Regions from separate parts of the Sus scrofa genome. Here regions 1 and 2 are each linked to region 3. A link is a contact called in public HiChIP or PLAC-seq and promoter capture Hi-C data. All regions are on one chromosome and are shown on one strand. The core of a region is the stretch at or near the end of the contact, and the rest is flanking DNA. Distances in the headings are between cores, read along the strand shown. Region 1 holds the start of RNF141 (ring finger protein 141). Region 2 holds the start of ADM (adrenomedullin). Region 3 holds the start of WEE1 (wee1-like protein kinase).

Region 1 (2,700 bases), core at 4-2,503, 910 kb after region 3:
TTGTCCGGGGCACTTCATGTTCCAGAAGAAATTCAGAACTGGAAGCTCATTTTATAATAAAAAAAAATGGGCGGAAGGTGGTGGAAAAGAATCATTTCATGCACAAGAGCTAAGAATTATAAACCATAGGGGAATTCGCGTCCTGGCTCAGTGGTTAACCCCGCTAGCATACATGAGGGCATGGTTGGATCCCTGGCCTCCCTCAGTGGGTTAAGGATCCGGCCCTGCTGTGAGCTGCGGTGTAGGTCTCAGACATGGCTCAGATCCGGCGATGTTGTGGCACAGGCCGACAGCTACAGCTCACATTATACCCCTAGCATGGGAACCTCCATATCTGCTAGTGGGGCCCTAAAAAGGCAAAAGACAAAAAAAAAAAAAAAAAAAAAAAAAAAAAGAATTATAAACCATAGGAAGTGTCAATGCCTCTTTAAAAATACGCCAGAGATGATAACTGAATCATTTGGCACTGTGAAACAGGACAGGGTCAGAATATGGTTGTACACTACAATTTTAATGGGACTGGGGATAAACTTGAACAATAACAATAAACCTACATTTTGTAACATAATAAAAACAACTGAAATAAATCATTTCAAAAACGAAAACAGAAAGTTTCCTTTCCAGGAATTAGTACCACCATTAACAAGCAAACTTCGGGTCTCACGGCAGCTGGTTCGACAAGGCCAGACCTTTGGGAAGAAGAGTAGTCTAAGCTAATTTAGAAAGGGAAGGCAGGTTAAGGAGACCGAGCCCAGGCAAGGCTTTCTAATACCGGGTGTCCAGTGCGCTGTGGGCTCACAGTTTCCAGCCCCACCAGGGCGTTTACTAAACACAACCGCCACCCTCCCACCACCACCCTTCCTCAAGCGCACCTGCGCTACGACCAACAGTTGCCTCCACTGGCGGACAGACTGCACCGGCGCCAATATTCAAAAGCGGGTCCGCGCTCGAGGAAGAAAAGCTCTCTCCCGCCCCCGCCCCTCCAACGCCACCACCCGCCCCCTCACAACGGGAAAAGCCACCTCCACACCCAGCTACTACAAACAAAGTGAGAAAGACTGCGCCAGTCCTAAGCCGAGGCCTAGAAAAGGCGACGGGGTGGGGTTTGTTTCCCTACAGAAGCCCGGAGCGGCACTCAAAGCCTGGCCTATGTTTCTACTCCTGTACCGAGGGTGATAGAGAGGCTGGGAAAAGAAGCGGCGACAGGCGGAGCTCACCCCAGGTTCAAGGCATCCCGCTTCCGGCAGTTGCGGCGCCGCCCCAGCCAGCGGCTCAGCCCCACGGGCGGCGGGGCTGCTAGGTCCGCTACTTGGTCGCACTTCAGTGACGCACAAGCCCCGCCTCCAGCGCGTTGCTTGGAAACAGTGTTCAACCTTCCTCCGCAAAGTTCGGCTCAGGATCTCTGGCTTCCCTTCTTCTGAACACCTTCCAGGCCAGGCCCAGAGGCCATCCGAGAGGGAGCGGTGGCGGCGAAAGGCGAGAAGGGTGCCGTGACCTAGTGGCGGCGGGAGAGGCCTTGCCTGGCAGGCTCCCCGTGGCTAAGGCTCCATGAGGCGGCCATGGCTGCGGCCTGGCAGATTGCTGCCTCTCCTGGCCCCATCTCCCTAGCAAAAGCCCAGCTGGTGACAAAGGCACTGCGAGCTCCGGTTTGGTCGAGTGTTGTAGTGCAAGCCACTACTTAGGCTTCCAACCTCCCACTGGTATAGCTACACAAATATCGTCTCGTTTCTTTATCATGAAAAGGGACCATATGCTCACCTACCTAGGTTAAGAAGTGTGAAAGAGAATACAAAGTACAGGTTCAAAATTGTAAGCCTAATACATGGCAACTATTATTATTATGAACTTATGTTGGCCAAATCTTGGCGTTTCAGAACATTTGTAGGTAATAATTACTCTCTATTAAACATCTATTGTGTACTAAATACTTTACTAGGCACTTTACAGGCATTGCTCTTGTTTAAATAGTTCACTCCGTATATAAACAGCAAGGCAAAGGTTTAACTCCAGGAATTGGTATTGACCCTGTTGCCTGTATGCTTAGCAGCTAAATTAAACTACTGTTTATGCTTGTTCCTGTTTCCACATTCATCCTCCCCCCTGTCATTTGTTGATTTACCTTGTAAAGAACTAATCCTGCCTTCTGATAATAGACATGTGTAGACAGTTTACTACATGCCTTGCTCTGTTCTAAGTAGTTTGAACGCATGAATTCATTTAATCGTCACAACAATCCCATGAGGTAGGTATTCTTAACACTTATATTTTACAGTTGAAGAAGCAGGAAAGTCAATTACGTTTTCCACGATCAATCAGTAAGGAGCAGAAGCAGATTCAAACCCAAGCTGACTGAACTCTGATCCTGCGCTTTTAACTCTTGTTCTAAATTGCCTGGGTGAGACTTCATTAGGGCCAGGTCCATGTGTCTGTGTACTCCTTTTTATACCTTATGGAAAGGGTACTGAGGATTGTCTCCCTGACAACCAGGGCAAAACCTGACATGCAATAACGGAAGAACAAATCTGACTCCATATTAGGTCTGTTGCCTGTGCTTAGTCATGCTCTGCACCTTTTGTAAAAGAATATTGCCTATAGCTTGAAATATGCAGATAACCTGACCACGACCTGACCTGAACAGAGAAAAACAGGAACATCGTGACCTGACCTACATGGACAGCTACAAAAACAAAGGATCCAGAC
Region 2 (2,847 bases), core at 71-2,570, 660 kb after region 3:
TAGTGGGTGATAGGACATGAGAAGCCCTCCTGCAAGAAGTAGGGAGCCCAGGAGGCGGAGTGCAACCCCTCCCCCATTCCACCCCAGAAGCTAAATGAGAAAGTGAAGTCAAGAAGCAGTGATGGAAGAGCATAAACGGGTGACAAAACAGGCTTGGGGGTGATTCATCATGAACAGGCAAAATCCTTGGGCGGGAGCTAGGACTCTCCAACCCCCTTTGATGGCATGATGACCCCAGCCTAGAAAAATTCACGCTGAGCCCCAGTCCAGTGAGTCCAGGACACTACTGCTTACCACCTTTGATGTGACTTTGGGCAAATGAGACCCCCTGTGAATCTTAATTTTCTCATTTCACCAAGTAGAAAATCGGTGTTACCTTCCTCATCTAACTCAAGGGTAGGTGTGAGGATCAAAGATCAGGATGTGGCCATGCTTTGTAAACTGTAAAGCGATTAACATTCATGAAGCATTAGTGTGCTCCCTGGCAGTAAATTCTCACGTTTACAAGGGGTGAACGTAGGCTTCGAGGGCAGCAAGGCAAACTTTCAGGTTGTAACCTTATAAGGCATAATTGGATTACTGGGGGGGGGGACGAAAAGGTTATTCTTCCTCCTAATTTTGGTTATTCCTAAATTTCCAAATAGGCACGCAAATTCTGAAACTTCAGATAACTCCCCTCTCTAAATCCCAATTGTCAAATCAGTCTTTCTGAGCCTTGCCCCTATTGCGAAATCTTGCTAGTCCATTCCAGAACCCCGGAGTCTCCGCCACTGGCAAGCCCCCCTCCTCTCAGCTGTGCTCTGTGTGTGCCCTGCCCCTGAGGCTCTGGGAGCGTCTAGGGTCGCGGCCAGGTCAGGCGCCGAGCCGGCAGGGGGCGCGGTCCACTAGAGGGCACAGCTCCCAAGGTCCTGGGTTCAAGTCATCTGCGTGCTACCGTATGCTGGCTCTTGAAGTTCTGTGTCAGGAGACCTTACACTCTTGGCTGCATAGGTCCTGGGTAAGGACCTCAAGAGGCTGTACAGCCTCACTTCGGCTCGGCTTAAAGTCTGAACCCCGTGCAGGGAGAGTCAGGGCTGGGGCAGTTCTTGCACCTATCTCCTGGAGCTCATCTCTGAGCCCTCTCGGTATGAGGGACGCCCCCCACCTCGCCCCCACCCAAAGCACGTACCCTCAAGCAAGCAATGCGCGCGCCTGATTGCAGAGTGCGCGCCCAAGGGAAGAAAGGGAGGGCGCGAGGGCAGCCTAGGCCCCGCCCCCTGCGCTCTTATAAAGCCGAGGAACGAGAGCCGGCCACTCAGTGGTTTCTTGGTGACACTGAGGCGGAACAGCTCGAGCCTTGCCACCTCTAGTTTCTTACCACAGCTTGGACGTCGGGGTTTTGCCACTGCCAGAGGGACGTCTCAGACTTCATCTTCCCAAATCTTGGCAGATCACCCCCTTAGCAGGTAAGCACCAAAAGCGGAGCGGGTTAAAGCGGGTGGGGGTGGGGGTTGCCCAAGCCGGAGACTGGGAGCTCTGGGTGAGGAGTGCTGTCCACTTTGGAGGGTCCTCTGCTGGGTGCATCCCCCATCCCACGCCCAGCTTGTGGATACAGTTGAAACTCCAGAAACCCAGTCCCCTCTGCTCTGTCAGGCAAATTACGACAAGTTGAGAGGGGAACCTCCGGGAGCCTGGCGCGGGGCAGTGGCCTCCCCTGCGGGGCCTGTCACCCGCCTGGCGGGTGCAAATGCCGCTGGCGCCTCTCTGCGCCCCGGGGAGATAAGCGTCTGAGTCAGGCAGAGCGCGGGCTGAGCCTGCCCGCGCCGGGGTCCCCCGCCCGCCTCCGTGCCCCGCCCGGCGGTGCGGCGGGCCCGGGCGCTCACCCTCGGCTCTTCTCTCTCCTATCTCAGGGTCTGCACATCTCAGCCGGGATGAAGCTGGTTCCCGTAGCCCTCATGTACCTGGGCTCGCTCGCCTTCCTGGGCGCTGACACAGCTCGGCTCGACGTGGCGGCAGAGTTCCGAAAGAAGTGAGTCTCGCTCGGGCAGCGCCTTCCCCAGTTCTGGTACCTGCAAGACAAGGGGAACTGACCATTGGTGCCAGAGGGGTTAGAAGTGAATAGAAGCGGGGACCGGCCAGCACCTCGCCTGGACAATTGCGAATCAAGTCTATTTATGTTTTTTAGATGGAATAAGTGGGCTCTAAGTCGTGGAAAAAGAGAACTTCGGCTGTCCAGCAGCTACCCCACCGGGATCGCCGACTTGAAGGCCGGGCCTGCCCAGACTGTCATTCGGCCCCAGGATGTGAAGGGCTCCTCTCGCAGCCCCCAGGCCAGGTAACTATGCCAGACGCCTAGGCGGGGTGGGCAAGAAGAACCCTCCTCCATTGCCCTGCCCCTGGGGATCATCAGGGCTGTATGGCAGTTCAGATAGAGGTAGCAGTTTCCAGCTCCCTCTGGTCCTAGAAAGGCTCCGTTCTCGGTGGCGGGGGCCAAAGACTTGCTTGATGGGGGTCTCACGTTGCCTTCCTTCCCCTCTCCAGCATTCCGGATGCAGCCCGCATCCGAGTCAAGCGCTACCGCCAGAGTATGAACAACTTCCAGGGCCTGCGGAGCTTCGGCTGTCGCTTTGGGACGTGCACCGTGCAGAAGCTGGCGCACCAGATCTACCAGTTCACGGACAAAGACAAGGACGGCGTCGCCCCCCGGAGCAAGATCAGCCCCCAGGGCTACGGCCGCCGGCGCCGACGCTCTCTGCCCGAAGCCAGCCTGGGCCGGACTCTGAGGTCCCAGGAGCCACAGGCGCACGGGGCCCCGGCCTCCCCGGCGCATCAAGTGCTCGCCACTCTCTTTAGGATTTAGGCGCCTAC
Region 3 (2,741 bases), core at 68-2,567:
AGGATCAGCTTTGCCACCACTGTCTTGGCTGTGGCTGGGATTCAATCCTTGACGCCTGAACTTCCATATGCCGTGGGTGTGGTGGCCATAAAAACAAACAAACAAACAAACAAAAAAACCCACGTTAACGAATGTTATCCACTGATGTCCAGAATTCACAAAGGGTGTATTCTAAGCCAATACTAGTGAGAACGTAATTTTTTTCTCTCTGAAGAGCGGTGTGGCAGTTTATATCTTTGACCCAGCAATCCTAAAGAATAAAAACGGCAAAATAAAACACAGGAAAAAAAAAAAAACGCAAGGAGGAAGAATATTCTTTATGGGGTTATTGACAAGTAAAAGATTGTTGGAATCTTCTCTGTGTGACAGTAAGGGATGGAGTAAATCACAATTTAACGTGGTGCTAGAGAAATTTTCTCAAGTCCCTTTGAAGTTTGCAGCGAGCTGAGCCATTCTATTTTGCCAACACTTGCCCATGAGCTGGCAAACAAATATAAACAGCGTGGCCTGGTGGTGGGCGCTCGGTTTTGTGCTTACGGCCGAACTTGGGGCGGCTTTATTTACTGTGGACAATTTGCGGGAGCCGGGACATCTGAGGGGACCACAGCCTGGGGGCGCTCAACTCCCTATGGACACACTGGACCCTATCAGCCACTCTGGGGTGGAAGCTGAGGCTCAGAGGCTGCCCCGCAGCTGGTGACCTCGCCTGGAGAACTCGAGTGTCCGCCTTCCTGCTGACTTTGGTGTCCCCCTAACCAATTTGTTTACAGTTCAGAACTGTCCTGAGAGACCTCGACCCGGGAACGTGACTTCCCACAGCCACGCCCACACTGCCTCAGGGGCCGGCACCAAAGGGACGCGGGGCAGTAGGTTGGTATCCAGGGACAGCGCCCGAGGGCCACTGCAGTCCCCCGCTCGCCCAGACTTGCCGGGACCCAGAGGCGCTCTCTCGCCGCCCGTCCGATTCCAGACTCGCGGAAGCCTTGCGGGCGGCGAACGCGTCCAGGGCCGCGCTGGGATCAGCCTAGCCAAGCCCTCACCCTTGGTCCCACCCAGAGGGCGGCCTCGGCTCCACCTTGGCCCGGTCCGGGCGGCTCCGGACCCGCGGCTCGAGTGATCCCGCTCGCTCATAGGCCCGCGGCGCCACGCCCGCCCAGGCCTGGCTGGGCGCCGAGCAGGGTGGGCGGAGCCAGCGAGTTCGCGCCAAAATCGCGTAGCCGATCCCTCCCCCGCGGGGTACGTCGCGCCCTCCATTTTTTTCAAACCCTGAGCTGGGCGGGGATTGGTGGGCTGGGCACTCACGTGGTTAACGGTCGCGGGAAGCCGCGGAGCCCGAACCTGTGGCTGGACCTGCGGAGACCCCAGCCTCGGCGCCCGGGCCGCCCCTCCGCTGCCGGACAGTTCGCGCCGCTGCCGCCCCCACCATCCGCCGTCCCGAGCGTCCCGGAGCCGCAGGCCGCCGCCGCCGCCGCGCAGGCCCGCCGCCGAAGCCGCTAGGCGCGCCCAGTCGCACGTGGCGGACCCGCCCCCTGGGCCGGCAGTGTCCTGGACTCCGCGGGCCCCGATTCTCCGGTCCTTCGCCCCGGCCCTAGGGGCGCGATGAGCTTCCTGAGCCGGCAGCAGCCGCCGCCGCCCCGCCGCGCTGGGGCCTCCTGCACCTTGCGGCAGAAACTGATCTTCTCGCCCTGCAGCGACTGTGAGGAGGAGGAGGAAGAAGAGGAGGAAGAAGGCAGCGGCCACAGCACAGGGGAGGACTCGGCCTTTCAGGAGCCCGACTCGCCGCTGCCGCCTGCGCGGAGCCCCACAGAGGCCGGGCCCGAGCGCCGCCGCTCGCCCGGCCCGGCCCCCGGCAGCCCCGGGGAGCTGGAGGAGGACCTGCTGCTGCGGGGCGCCTGCTCCGGCGCCGACGCGGCGGGCGGCGGGGCCGAGGGCGACTCATGGGAGGAGGAGGGCTTCGGCTCTTCGTCGCCGGTCAAGTCCCCGGCGGCCGCCTACTTTCTGGGCAGCTCGTTCTCGCCCGTGCGCTGTGGCGGCCCGGGGGATGCGTCCCCGCGGGGCTGCGCGACGCGCAGGGCGGCCGAGGGGCCCTGCTCGCCGCTGCCCGACCACCCGGGCACCCCGCCGCACAAGACCTTCCGCAAGCTGCGGCTTTTCGACACGCCGCATACCCCCAAGGTGAGAGGACGCGGCGGCCCGAGCAGCCCGAGCCCTTGCCGGCCCAGCCTTTTAAAAAGGCCGCGGCGCTGGGAGCCGAGCGCGGCGCTGCCCGGGTTCAGTTACATAACCGCCTGGCCGCACCCCCGCTCTCTCTCCTGCGCCGCAACAAAAAAGTTGGCAGCCCCTCTTTGGGGCCCTGCCCAGCAGTTGTCCGTTAAAGATTATGTAACTGAACAATGGCCCTCGTCTGGAACTTCTTCATCTTTCAAAGGGCTGATCGGCGCCGTCCAGGTGGCTGACGATTTAACGCCCGCAGTCGGGGCCGCCCCGAGCACGGCAGCCGGGAGTGTAGCACCGATAACGTGGTTTGGAAGGATGCTCGAGTGGTGCTGGCCCGGCCACCTGACACTCCCGAGCGCCGCAGCCATCTGGTGCCTTTTAAACGCAGTGATCGGTCCTGTAATTTGGGCGGCGCACGCAGGAGTTCGGTTGAAAAAAAAAAAAAAATCATGCGCTTATCGTTTTGTGTCAGGTGGTCTTATGGGGGAAAGTTTGAGATACGGAGGGAGACTGCACTTCGACTT

What was found. Promoter capture Hi-C pulls out the DNA fragments that hold promoters and counts their contacts. HiChIP or PLAC-seq counts read pairs in DNA pulled down with a chosen protein or histone mark.
Region 1: a promoter capture Hi-C map of liver shows a contact between it and region 3, with 4 times the contacts expected there. The contact joins the promoter of RNF141 here to the promoter of WEE1 in region 3. A contact is called at or near these places in 1 of 5 promoter capture datasets (liver) and 1 of 2 datasets of contacts at active chromatin or transcription factors (alveolar macrophages).
Region 2: a contact with region 3 is called in an H3K27ac HiChIP or PLAC-seq map of alveolar macrophages. The contact joins the promoter of ADM here to the promoter of WEE1 in region 3. A contact is called at or near these places in 2 of 5 promoter capture datasets (fetal skeletal muscle and liver), 3 of 47 Hi-C or Micro-C datasets (embryonic fibroblasts, heart right ventricle and skeletal muscle) and 1 of 2 datasets of contacts at active chromatin or transcription factors (alveolar macrophages).

The regions. Positions count from the first base shown.
Region 1 is chr2:48,984,072-48,986,771 of Sscrofa11.1, reverse strand. It overlaps RNF141 (ring finger protein 141), which reads right to left and starts at 1,253. Exons shown (of 6, transcript NM_001252196.1): 1 at 1,218-1,253.
Region 2 is chr2:49,229,994-49,232,840 of Sscrofa11.1, reverse strand. It overlaps ADM (adrenomedullin), which reads left to right and starts at 1,320. Exons shown (of 4, transcript NM_214107.1): 1 at 1,320-1,445; 2 at 1,890-2,008; 3 at 2,165-2,314; 4 at 2,521-2,847. The coding sequence starts at 1,911. The coding sequence ends at 2,839. LOC100525978 (a long non-coding RNA gene) reads right to left here and starts at 888. Exons shown (of 2, transcript XR_301768.3): 1 at 1-888.
Region 3 is chr2:49,893,085-49,895,825 of Sscrofa11.1, reverse strand. WEE1 (wee1-like protein kinase) reads left to right here and starts at 1,317. Exons shown (of 11, transcript XM_003122982.4): 1 at 1,317-2,175. The coding sequence starts at 1,600.